2 separate regions of the Mus musculus genome follow, and region 1 is linked to region 2. The links are chromatin contacts, called in public Hi-C maps. All regions are on one chromosome and are shown on one strand. Each heading gives the region's core, a stretch centred on a gene start, on an enhancer-like site or on the middle of the called end of the contact. The rest is flanking DNA. Distances are from core to core; before and after follow the strand shown.

The links. Hi-C and Micro-C count contacts between places; a contact is called where the count stands out from the background.
Region 1: a Hi-C map of natural killer cells shows a contact between it and region 2, with 4 times the contacts expected there. The contact joins the enhancer-like site here to the promoter of Mcm9 in region 2. A contact is called at or near these places in 1 of 39 promoter capture datasets (3T3-L1-derived adipocytes), 2 of 484 Hi-C or Micro-C datasets (cochlea and natural killer cells), 2 of 115 datasets of contacts at active chromatin or transcription factors (embryonic basal ganglia and forebrain) and 3 of 9 other capture datasets (adipose tissue, liver and pancreatic islet).

Annotation. Positions count from the first base shown.
Region 1 is chr10:53,767,931-53,773,827 of GRCm38.p6, forward strand. No RefSeq gene overlaps it. Among named protein-coding and RNA genes, the nearest start is that of Fam184a, 20 kb to the left of the region's middle. Within about 2 kb of position 3,386, at least 8 of the 459 cell types and tissues checked have an H3K27ac peak or open chromatin away from gene starts, as enhancers often do. A contact at or near this core is called in natural killer cells, where this site is marked.
Region 2 is chr10:53,626,592-53,632,585 of GRCm38.p6, forward strand. Mcm9 (minichromosome maintenance 9 homologous recombination repair factor) reads right to left here and starts at 3,366. Exons shown (of 13, transcript NM_027830.3): 1 at 3,133-3,366.

The DNA of each region.
Region 1 (5,897 bases), core at 2,136-4,635, 140 kb after region 2:
AGTTTAGCACCTTCAAATTTATTGCCATAGCTCATTTCTTGTCTTCTGTCAGAATTGTTCTGTAACTCTTCCAGTCAGTTACAGCCTCCAATAGAGATTCTATGTCCCTCATCTTAAATGTTAGCACCTTACCAACCTGTGGGTGACCAGGAAGTCAGTGGACAGGATCCCAAGGAAGATTGATGTTCTATAAGATATTCAATTAAGAGAGGTTTTCTAGCTGGGTGTGGTGGCAGTGCCTTTAATTCCAGCACTTGGGAGGCGGAGTCAGAGGCAGGCGAATTTCTGAGTTCTAGGCCAGCCTGGTCTACAGAGTGAGTTCCAGGACAGCCAGGACTACACAGAGAAACCCTGTCTTGAAAAACAAACAAACAAACAAACAAACAAACAAACAAAAAGAGACAGAGAGGTTTTCCTTATTTTTTGGCCCAGGGAAGACTGTAGTCCATTAGCAAGAGGAGAGACTGGCTTCTATGGTCTTTGAGATTCAAGAGCCACCCAGAACATAAGGTCTTTATTATCCATAACCTTGTCCAGATCCACGTTCATGATTACATTCACATCCATGGTCACACTCCTATTCACTTAAATGAAGCCTCGTTGTCTTTCTCATAAGATCAGCTCCTGCTCATTCTTATTATAGCCATGTCATCGACACAGAGCTTTGACATAGGAGAGCTTCACCGTTCAGGTCCTTCTACTTCCTACCACTCCTGTAGTTAGGTTCTGGGTCTAATATTTTAGCACAGATTCTGGGGTTTTCTTCTTCTCCCTGCAGTCTCAGTCTCTCTCTCTCTCTCTCTCTCTCTCTCTCTCTCTCTCTCTCTCTCTCTCTCTCTCTCTCTCGTACCCAGGGAATACATTTGACTTTCACAGAGTGCTCTGAATCATTTGCTGTCTGTTTCATTGAGGCCTTCAAGACCATGAAGGCCTTTCATGAAAGCCAGCCAACTGTGCACTCTTAGAATCAACAGTTCCCCTTTTCATTCAAATATCAGAGACACTGGATAAGCAATGCTTCCCACACCCACATCTGATTGACCACAGACGAGAATTCTGTAGTTAGGCCAGAGGAAATTGACTCTACAAGGTGTGGACTTCTGTTTCCATCTCACTGGGACATAAACCATTTTATGTTATTCTGCTGGGAGACTGCTTTCTTGCAGAACTTTTAGTATTATACTTTTGTTTGGCTCACCTCAAACGCAGAGCCTGAGATAAGGACTCAAGTTCCGGGGTTTATTTTCAAAGACTGTAGAAGATATGAAGGAATCACGAAGCTTTTTTGTTTTGTTCTTTAGAAAAGGAATCTGGGAAAGTCAATAACAGCGTGTTACTGAACGTCTTCAGATCTTGGTTAAGGGGGAACTCTGAAGAATCACTCGGAGTCCAGGTCAGAGTGTTCTTACAAAGAATGGGAGGCTGAAGCCTCTGTCCCTTACTGCTTCCTGGCCCTTTGGCTAACCATTCCTCTAAAGTCTTCCTAACCTATCCTTTGGTCTTGCCTTGCCCACACCTACGTAAGTTCCTATTGCTTCAGAAGAAGACTTCAAACAGAAACTCTGATGGGTAGTGTGAGCATGGGTGGTGGGACAATGAAAACATGTATGTCCTAGACTCCTGCAGATGCAGCGTGGGTCAAAGGTGAGCTGGATGGAGCAGGAAAAGACACTAAAGCTTTGCTTCCTGATAGTACTTTGTTGTAGGATTTTCCCTGTCAAATTACGGTAGGACAGCAAGAGGCCTGTGATTGGACAGGGAAAAGGGAGGCAGATCTAAGTGTTGCAGAGACAGAGAACATCTGAGGGGAGAAGGAGAAAGGAAGATGGAGGTGAACATAACCAGCGTGGCTTTAGCAGCCACAGGTAGTCATGCTATCATAAGGTTAGAATAATTGGGATAAAGCTTTTATCATTATCAGTTGGTTGTGAAATTATTGTATTGGCATCTTGTAAATTGAGAATTTATTGATACATAAATCTGATTGGTTAATTATCAGCTTCAAGAGTTTTGTTTCCACTGGGTAGATGAGTGTTGTGGTGACTGACCACGGGGTATACAGTAATTGCATGGGCCTGGCAGCAGAGATCTGCCAAGGGACTCTGGAGCTCCAGCCAAGAGAGAGATGGCTGAGTTGAGATAACCTGGCTGGAGTCATGTGGTCCACTGGCAGTATCACAGGAAGCCTGCCAGTCTTATTAATATTTCCGGCAATAGTACATAGGTTTCCCTTAATCCACTGGATCTCACCTTCCTAATGCTGAAGCCGTTTAATGTGGTACTGATCCCTAACTATGAAACTATTTTTGTTACTACTTAATGACTGTAATTTTGCTACTGTTATGAATCATCATACAAATATTTTTGGTAGTAGAGGCCTGCCAAAGAGACCCACAGGTTGAGGACCACTGCCTTAATCAAACACACCGATCTCTTCTTTGGAAAGAATGCCAACATATAAATAAGGCGTATGCACTCTTACCAGAATAACATTTGTCTCTTCAGAAAGCAAGGGATGGAAGGAGAAACAGTCTGCTTATGAAGCTGGTGCTGAACTCAGGGTTGATCCTAAGAGCAGGAGTTGGTGACACCCTGGTTGGCTTTTTGTTTCATTTTGCTTTTCTTCAGATTAACTGGTCAATCCCTTGCTCTTGGGTCCCAAATCTGGTATCCGGGAAATACAACTTTTGCTCCAGATTTCATGGCAGAAAAGATAATAAACTGTTTAGATGAGAAATGGTGTATTTTCGTCCATCCTTCAGAGTCCAGGGATGGATGCCTGCAGGATTGGTTTTCCTTTCTTTTCTTTTCTTTTCTTTTCTTTTCTTTTCTTTTCTTTTCTTTTCTTTTTTTTCTTTTTTCTTTATTTGAGACAGGTGAAAAGGTTTCCTTTACACTATGTTTTCTTCCTTGACATTACACTGTTCCATAAATCTTGCCATTCACACTTCTCCTCCAAGTAACTCTTTTATTCTTTGATAACAGTTCATTGGAATACAGACCAAAAAACTGCCCTTTTGAGGTAGTGTCACTTGGTGCCAGACAGCAAGAGTACTTACTGTGTATTCTGAGCCAGTGGTTTGAAACAGTCTCCTCTTCAGCTTGCTTTCTGACCTGTGAGTACTATGCACCCCTGGTCCCTGTCTTCTTCCCTACCCCCTAGGATTGTCTCCAAGCAGTCCACATCTGGGGTGTGTAGATTTTGCAGTGTGGTGATCTTTTGTACAGTTTGGAAGTTGAGGCAAGAGAAGTAGTAAAAGAAGAGAAGAAAGATAATGAGATGCTGAGGCACATGACTCTGCCCATCTCTAGGGCAACAGTATCCAGTACAGAAGTGAGAGATGGATGATTGCACCTGTGTTTTCTGCACTTCCTGACACCAGTGCCCCTTCCGACTACTACCCATGCTCAGATCTGGTTATGATTCTACCACTGGTGGATACAGCTGGTCTCTAGACACCCTTTCCAAATTCAGGGTGCAAAGAGAAAACCATATGCTTTGCACAGTCCTGCTTGAAGCACCCTCTTTTCTCCCTTGAAGATTTAATGTGTCACCTTGAGGGATAAGAAAGAAGAATTGAGGAACTACAGAGTTTGGGGGCTAAAGAAGGGAGAAACCAAATTTAGGGGACTAATTAATGTACCTAATGCCATACTGGGGTCAGAGAATGACGTTAGTGTCTTTCATTCTTTCTGGTGGATCACACTGTTCTTTCTCACCTCTGCCTCATGACTGGCTTGATTCACAGTTTAAAAGTGTGACTTCCTTCTTTAAAAAAAAATGTTTATTCAATTGACTTATGTGAAAGAGCTAAGCTTTCAGCTCTTTGCCTTGTTCCTCTTCTTCCTGTCCTATTCTTTAATTTCTCATTTCTTACAAATAGAAACATTTTAAAATAGAAAAAGGGAAGCAAAGGCTGAAACAAACGATGAACTATTATGAACATACAGCTGTAAAGGTACATCTTACACATCACCACAACAGAGTTAAAAAAAAAAAAGCAAAACAATGAAAACAAACAAACAAACAACCCAACCAGGGCTTGGAAGATGGCTCAGAGGTGAGGCAGGTGTGGTACTCTTGCCGAGGACTGGAATTCAGTTCCCAGCATCCACAGGCAACTCCTGTTTGTAAAGCCAGCTGCAGGGAATCGAGCACCCTCTTCTGGACTCTATGGGCACCTGTACTTACATGTGCATGTGTGAATGTGAGTGTGTGTGTGTGTGTGTGTGTGTGTGTGTGTGTGTGTGTGTGTGTGGTGAGTTTTTTGGTGGGTGTTTTTTGCCTGTTTTTTTTTTAAAGAGAGAGAGAGAAAAAATAAAAATGGAAAGAATAAAGGATATTTATGTTTCACTACAAATAAAGACATACCTATAAGGAACTTAGTATTTACCATGGGCCAGGGCTTAGGGTGAGGCACAGGGACGAGCAGGATGTTTTTCTTCTCTAATTGGTAAAGTGATTTTTAACAAAAAAAGTGAAGCTGATTATAAATGTAAGAAACTGGCCTCTTAGGATTGGCAGTAGACCAATATTTACTGTAATTCTTAATTTTCCTCCCTGATTACTGAAATTGTCATAAATCAAACACCAAGAAGCACGAGAAAGGAGGAAGCCTGTGCCTAAAATAATCCCTACTTAGAATCAGGCTTACAAACTAAAATGAGTTGCAGCAAAAATAAGCTTCACTGTGTATCAGGAAGGCAGAGGGCTATTGCTACAGAGAAATCCTAGATGCTGAAAACATCATTAAGGAAAAGCAAGAGAAGCAAGAAGAGACCAATGTACACTATAAACCTGGGTTTAAACCAGCAGCCCTCTGGGAAAACTGTAAGCAGTGCAGGCCCTGGTTTCCTACACAGATTTACTCTGTATTTACTTTCCTGGTCTCTCATAAAAAGGCCCAAAGGAACTCTCTAAATTTACTAACACTGTCTCTGTTCTGGTTCATTACCTCTGGCTCTCCTTTCCTTTGCAGCACTCCTTCCTGCCTGGGTCGTTGCCTGCTAAGGGTATCTGAGATACTGGCATGTGTCAAGTGATGGCTGTAGAAATAAAAATGAACGGGGACAGCTTCACATGACAGAGACTGTCCAGTGCTCCCCCAGTCAGGTGATAAAGGTTGATTTCAAAATCGAGAAGCTACGTAGATGGCCATTACCTTGGATATGATAAAGGAAAATGGCACTTTGCCTCTACAGTACCTACCTATAATGGGTACCTAAGCCCACAACATACTTTAAACAGTTAAAGTAAATCTAAGTTTAAAGAGGCTTTCTATACAATAGTGGTCTGTACTTGAAAGCACCAAGGTCATCAAGTCAGAGGAAGTCTATAAACACAGCCATGGAGATTCTGAGGTGATGCAACTACTAAGTGGGTGTGGTACCCTGGGTGGGATCTAGGACGAGAACAAGAACTTTAGGTAAAACACAACAAAACAAAGCTGAATGTAAACATGGTCTCTTACTGAATAATAGCATATCACACTTGTTAATAACACAGGAAGCCAGGTAGGGTCCACAACAACCCTCTGTACCATCTTCATAAATTTTTATATAACTAAGATTAATTCCCTCAAAATAAATTTCTTTCAAAAACAGTGGTTCTTAAAACAGACACAGGTAAAAGGTTTACTCGTGTCTCCTATTATTTCAATAATTTCCAACTATTACAAATTTGGCTCAGCTCTCTCAGTAGTAAAATTATTTAAAAGCATATGCTTATTATAGAAATAAAATATCATCTGTGCTCTGACACCCACATCAAACACATCTATTGCAAAGATGCAATGGTTGGCAAACACTAATTTTAATGAATTAATTAGCTATGTATAACTAAAGACATTAGTCACAAACTCCTGAACGTCAGTAATTTGCCAACAAGTTCTATATTT
Region 2 (5,994 bases), core at 2,116-4,615:
TGTCTCAAAGTGGCAGGTAAAAATCAATGCCCTAAAGTTTCTTCTGACATCCACACAGATGTTATAGTATACATGCATCCATATTCTCATTCTCTCTCTCTCTCTCTCTCTCTCTCTCTCTCTCTCACACACACACACACACACATCTATTTGTGTGAGCACAAATAAAATAAAAAGAAAAAAATCAAGAGGTTCTTCCTGATGCAACAGCCATCTTAATTCCAGAAAATGATAAATTTTAAAGAGGAGAGTTTCTGTTCTGTGTTCTCCAAGCCTTTTAGAAAACATAGAGGAGTTTTGTTGGCCATATACATGCAAATCTACAGGACAGGTTGTAGACATCAAAGGACTGGGTGCTGCTCCAAAGAATGTCCCGTAATCATCACAGATTGCAGGGAGACACAGGGAGAGATTGCAGTGTCAGCATGCTGATGGCATTGCTGTAAACGCACAGATTACAGGTAAGGTTCTTTCCAGGATTCATGGGCATTCTGAAGATCCCGAGCACTCGAAGAGCCAGGGGGCCATTGAGAGAGCCATTCAGGGTGAGCACCAGCCCATTGCAGGCACGCACGCAGAGAAGCATGCTGTGTGAGGTCTGGCAGGGAGCCTGTGCTGGTGGTCCCTGTTCCCTGGGAATTCATGACTTAATGTATACAAGCTTATTACAGACCCTGACTGTAAAAGTGTTTTCTTAAAAACAAACAGAAAAATAGTGAAGTTAATGTTAATTCGTGAAATTGGTTGCTAGTGCAACGTATTAAACAGCACAAAGTATTCCTCATGTTTTCCCCAATCTTTCTCCTTGCTAGCCCTTTATTAACATATTATAATTAATATGCAATCTGGAGGAAGTTCTGGGCCTCCCCTCCCTCATCCCTGCCTTTAGTGGATTTTTTTGAGGCCATCTCTGCTGGGCAGGCTAACTTAGAACTTATTATGTAGCCCAGGCTGGATTTGAGTTTGCAGTAATTCTCCTGCCTCTGTTTTCCAAGTGCTGGGATTACAGTCATGTATCATCACACACACACACACACACACACACACACACACACACACACACACACAGCTTCATAAACAAAGCATACCGTTAATCAGATTGATAGTTCTAACATGACTAGTGACTTGATTTAGGATTATACACTGTAGTAAGTTTGTTTCCTGCTTTCTCTTGTTAGCATAGGGGAATGACGGGCTTCAACAAGAGCAGTTGTTACAGGTGGAGAAAAGCTAGGCAAAAAAAGATGGGAGCATTACGTTTCGGACAATAAGACTGCAAAGAAATATTATATATACTCTACTTCACCTATTTGACTCTCTGAGCAAGTCTTTCTTTCTCAAATGTGTATTTACAAACATAGGGAGCCTATCTCATGTTCATATGTACTGTCATATCACAAATCCTACACCTGATTCTATATGCACTTCCTAATGTCTACCATGCACAAGCCAGTATCCTCACAAATGAAAGAAAAAGCACAGTAAAAGGTACCAGGCCCTCGGAGACCCAAGTGACGATCTAAAGCAAACCATTCCAGAAGGACTAAGAAGGTAACGTGAGTAAGAGTGAGAAGGTGGTTCTGGACAGACAGCACAGGCTGAGAGCACGTGCTGCTCTTCTAGGGGACCTGGATTTGGATCCCATCACCATGATAGGAAGGGCTCACAGTTGCACGTAACTCTAGTTCCAGGGGATCTGATGCCCCTGGACTCTGATGGCAACACATGTGCTGCACAGAACATTCAGGTGCACGTGTGCACGTGCGCGCGCACACACACACACACACACACGTGTGCGCGCGCGCACACACACACACACACACACACACACACAGAGATTGATTGATTGATTTTCAATTTAAATGAGCTGACAAGTACCAGAGAAGAAACCATGAACTGCCCTGGAGATTCCATACTAGCTCTAAGCACCTTAGCAAAGGTGTGGTTTATATTGGACTTATTTTATTTATGTAACATATATCATCCTCTATAAATACTATGACTAAAGAAGACTAGATATAGTTCAGTTAAAGTTCAGTTTGGCATCCCTGAGGTGGATCACACTGGCTACTGATTCTGCCCTCTCTGAACACCTGCTCAGCTGGGAGGTATAAAGTATAAAGTTGCATCACACTTAAGCCAAGAACACTGACAAGTACAGGAGGCTGGTATGAGATTAAGAGAGTATTTTTCAGAGAATCAGTCAAAGTAAGCCAACACTAAAATACTAAGCGACTTGGTTTTGGTTAGGTAATAGCATAATCAATCAGCCAAGAGTAAAAAAAGAGATTATTTGGGAAAGGGATCATAGTATTTCATGATGTGGATCTTAGCTGGGAAAAAAAAATCACAGCACTACCCTCAAGAGTGACCAAAGGAATATCTTTACGATTTTACAAATACAAAGTGAATGTAGAGCAGAAATCCGAAACAACAATTAACAACATACCCAACTCCAACAGCGCAGAAAGAGGGCGGGCAAAGAATTTTAAGTTCCTAACAGGGGCAGGTTAAATGTTTGCCTAGTTAAACCGGTAAATTACAGTGTTAAACAGACCGATATTTTTTAAACACAGCTTTCTTCTTCTTTTTTTTTTTTTCCAACATCCGTGCAATTAGACAAGTTTATCAACCTATAAACTCAGGCATCCCGTTACAAACTTAAGCCATTTACTGTCTAGGGGAGGGGGGACGATGGTTGTACAACTATCAAATTCTCTCTCCTCTTGCCTCTGGCATCCAAACAAATAAAATGGCTTTGCTTTATTTCATACTATCCACTGCAAGGTGGCGCCAAAAAGAGCAGTTTGGGGATAGAGCCTTGTCCCTCACCTAGGCTCGCGTAGCCCCGCCCCTCGGGAGCTGTGGCCACGCCCCGCGCGTCTCAATCCCGCGTTGCGCGCCATTCGCGGGTGCGCGCTCATTGCGCGCCTCCAGGCCGCCTGGCGAGCGAGAGCCTAGCGGAGGGATGCTTTGGAAAGCATTTGGAAATTCGCTTCTAATCCACAGGTGGTTGGCTGTGGCCTCCCAGCCCTGCGGGGAGTTTAGAAATTAAAGGATGCGGACGAGACCTGACGCTAACCACGGGAGGGAAACGATCCCCCGGGACCTCACGCTGCGGTGGTCACTTACGGGCTCAACACGCACTGTCTTGGTCGCCGGGACCGCGCTGCGGCCGTGGTCGCCCCAGCCCGACCCGCGCGGCGTTGGAGGGGGCGGGGCGTGCGCGCGGCCGCTCGAGGGGGCCGCCTTGCGCGGGGGCGCGCAGGCTTCTTCGCGCTGCTCTCGCTCGGCCTCTGAAGGACTTGAGCTTCCCGCGGACCCCGAGCCGCGCACTGCCTCAACTTTCCGGCCGCTGGGGCTTCTTCCGGGTGCGGACGCAGGCGGGCGCGCGCCAGGACGGACGCTGGAGTCTGCGAGCGGGAGGCGGGAGCAGGGAGAGAGGCGGGACTCGGGGAGCTGGAGGCGGGGTTTGGGCCGGACAAGACGTCTGAGGGGCGGGTCTCGGAGGCATGGGGCGGGGTTTGAGCGGGACACCGGCTTCGAGGGCGGGTTTAGGGTGAAGTGGATAATTCAGGCTGGCAGGAATTCCGCGGATTGGTGATGGGCGAACGCGGGGTGGAGACTAGGGCGGAGAGAAGGGGAACCCTGGTGACGTATTAGGGCGGGATGTGGGCGATCTGGGACTCGACTTTGGTTTGCACCTTCAGATATCTTAGAACACAAGTGATTTTGTTGTTTTTTTTTTGTTTTTGTTTTTTTTTTTTTTTTGGGTTGGCGATGTATTTAAGGAATCTGCCTACTTCCACGTCACAATATTTTCCATTTCGTGTAGTTCTCTGATCCATTTCGAGCTAAATTTTATAAGTGGTGTTACGGTTTTGTGAAGTCACTTCTACTTTAAATCCTCTGACTGCACATCTACCTATCAGCAATTTTTATTAAATCAAATCAGGCAGCTGAGGGCAAAATTGGATATAAAAAATTCATTATCTGGCCGGGCGTGGTGGTGCACGCCTTTAATCCCAGCACTTGGGAGGCAGAGGCAGGCAGATTTCTGAGTTCGAGGCCAGCCTGGTCTACAGAGTGAGTTCCAGGACAGCCAGGGCTACACAGAGAAACCCTGTCTCGAAAAAACAAAAACAAAAAAGAAATTCATTATCTTGACCCCAACTCAGCTTCAGCAAGAGAGTCATGTCAGCACGTGCTGCCACCGTTCATGTTCCCTGATCTCAAAATGTCCCTAGCTCAACTAATAAGTGTTTTTCTGAACTTCAAATTGTTCCTGAAGACTTTCTACATTAGAGCCTAAGGGTGTTACTTCCTAGGGCCAGGCCCTCTTTTTACATCAGTTAAGGATACAATGTCTCAAAGACATTCCTACTGGTCAATCTGATACAGGCAGTTCCTTAATTCAGACTCCCTTCTCAGCTAGGCATGGTGGCAAAGGCCTTTAATTCTGGCAGGTTGATCTCAGTGAGTTTAAGGCCAGCCTGATCTACAAAGTGAGTTCCAGGACAGCCAGATACATTTCAACAAAACAAAACAAACAAGCAAAAAAAAAAAAAATCTCTTTTCTGAGGTAATTCTTGGTTAAGGCAAGTTGACATTTGAAATTAAGCAGTACACCTGTATGATACATTGGTTCAATCTTAATGATTTTATGTCCCTATAAAAACTTCACACATTGGAGCACTATTAGTACATTGGACCACGGAAGGGGAGAAACTGGACCATAGCCACTCATAGTTTGTTCCAGGATAAACTGTTCTCTCCTTTTGAGGTAAGGGTTGCGTTTTTGACTCTACAATGAGTAGAAGTATTAAATTTTTTTTGAGACACAGTCTTGTTAGGTAGCTCACAATAGCCTCCAGTCTGCGGTCCTTCTGCTTCTTAAGATTATGGGTGTGAACCACCATAAATGGCTAATAGAGCACTCTTAAGTCTTGTAGTATAGCCTTTACACAGGTGTATACACACACACACACACACACACACACACGAGAGAGAGAGAGAGAGAGAGAGAGAGAGAGAGAGAGAGAGGGAGAGAGAGAGAGAGAGCTATTAGCTTGCAGAAGACCATGGCCTATAGTGAGCCGGGCAATAAAACTGATAGCCAGGTCTATGGTAATGACAACTGAGTTGTGAACATTCCATCTTGGAGAGAAGAGGGGTTTTAGGACCCACAGAAGACCTTTACTTCTCATCCCAGTCACCACTCTCTCCTATCCATCCTCATAAAAGTAGGTAAGAGGTTTTAAAAATGACTTGGAGTGATACATTTTTAAAAAGTATAGAATTTTATTTATTTATTTATTTATTTATTTATTTATTTATTTATTTATTTATTTATTGTGGTGGATCCTGGGATTCAAACTTAGGCAAGTCAGAGAACAACCTGTAAGGAGTCATAGGCTTGAACTCAGGTTCACCAAGTACTCTTGACACTGAGCCATACCCCATGGCTTTTGCATGGGACTTTCTGTGGTACAAGCTTCGCCTGCATTACCCACCTCATGTGATCAACTCCAAATAAACACATTTGGGAAGCTAGACTTGGTAGAATCTTTGGTCTATTGGTCCCTTCCCTTTTGGGATGAAGAGACTTATTTTTTATTTTATTTTATTTTTTATGTCTCTAAGTGAGTCCCAAGACAAGCCCATTTTGATAGCTACCCTGACCTGAATCTCGTGCATGGCACTGCAGCCATCAGATGAGCCACATTCATCTATTTGGTGACAGAGTTCACAGAAACTACTTATTAGCAGGCAAAAGTGACTTAACATAACTAACTTTTTTGGAGACGTCTACTGATCTTAGAGTCACTACAAAGTATTTGGCTAAGGTGGACTAAAGCTTAAGTGAAATGTGGGGCAGGAGAAAGGGCTTGGGTTAAAGCACTTGCTGCACAAATGTAAGGTCTGGAAGAGTTGGGGTCTTAGGAACTCACATAATTGCTTGGAGGGCAGGGTTGTCCACCTGCAATTTCAATC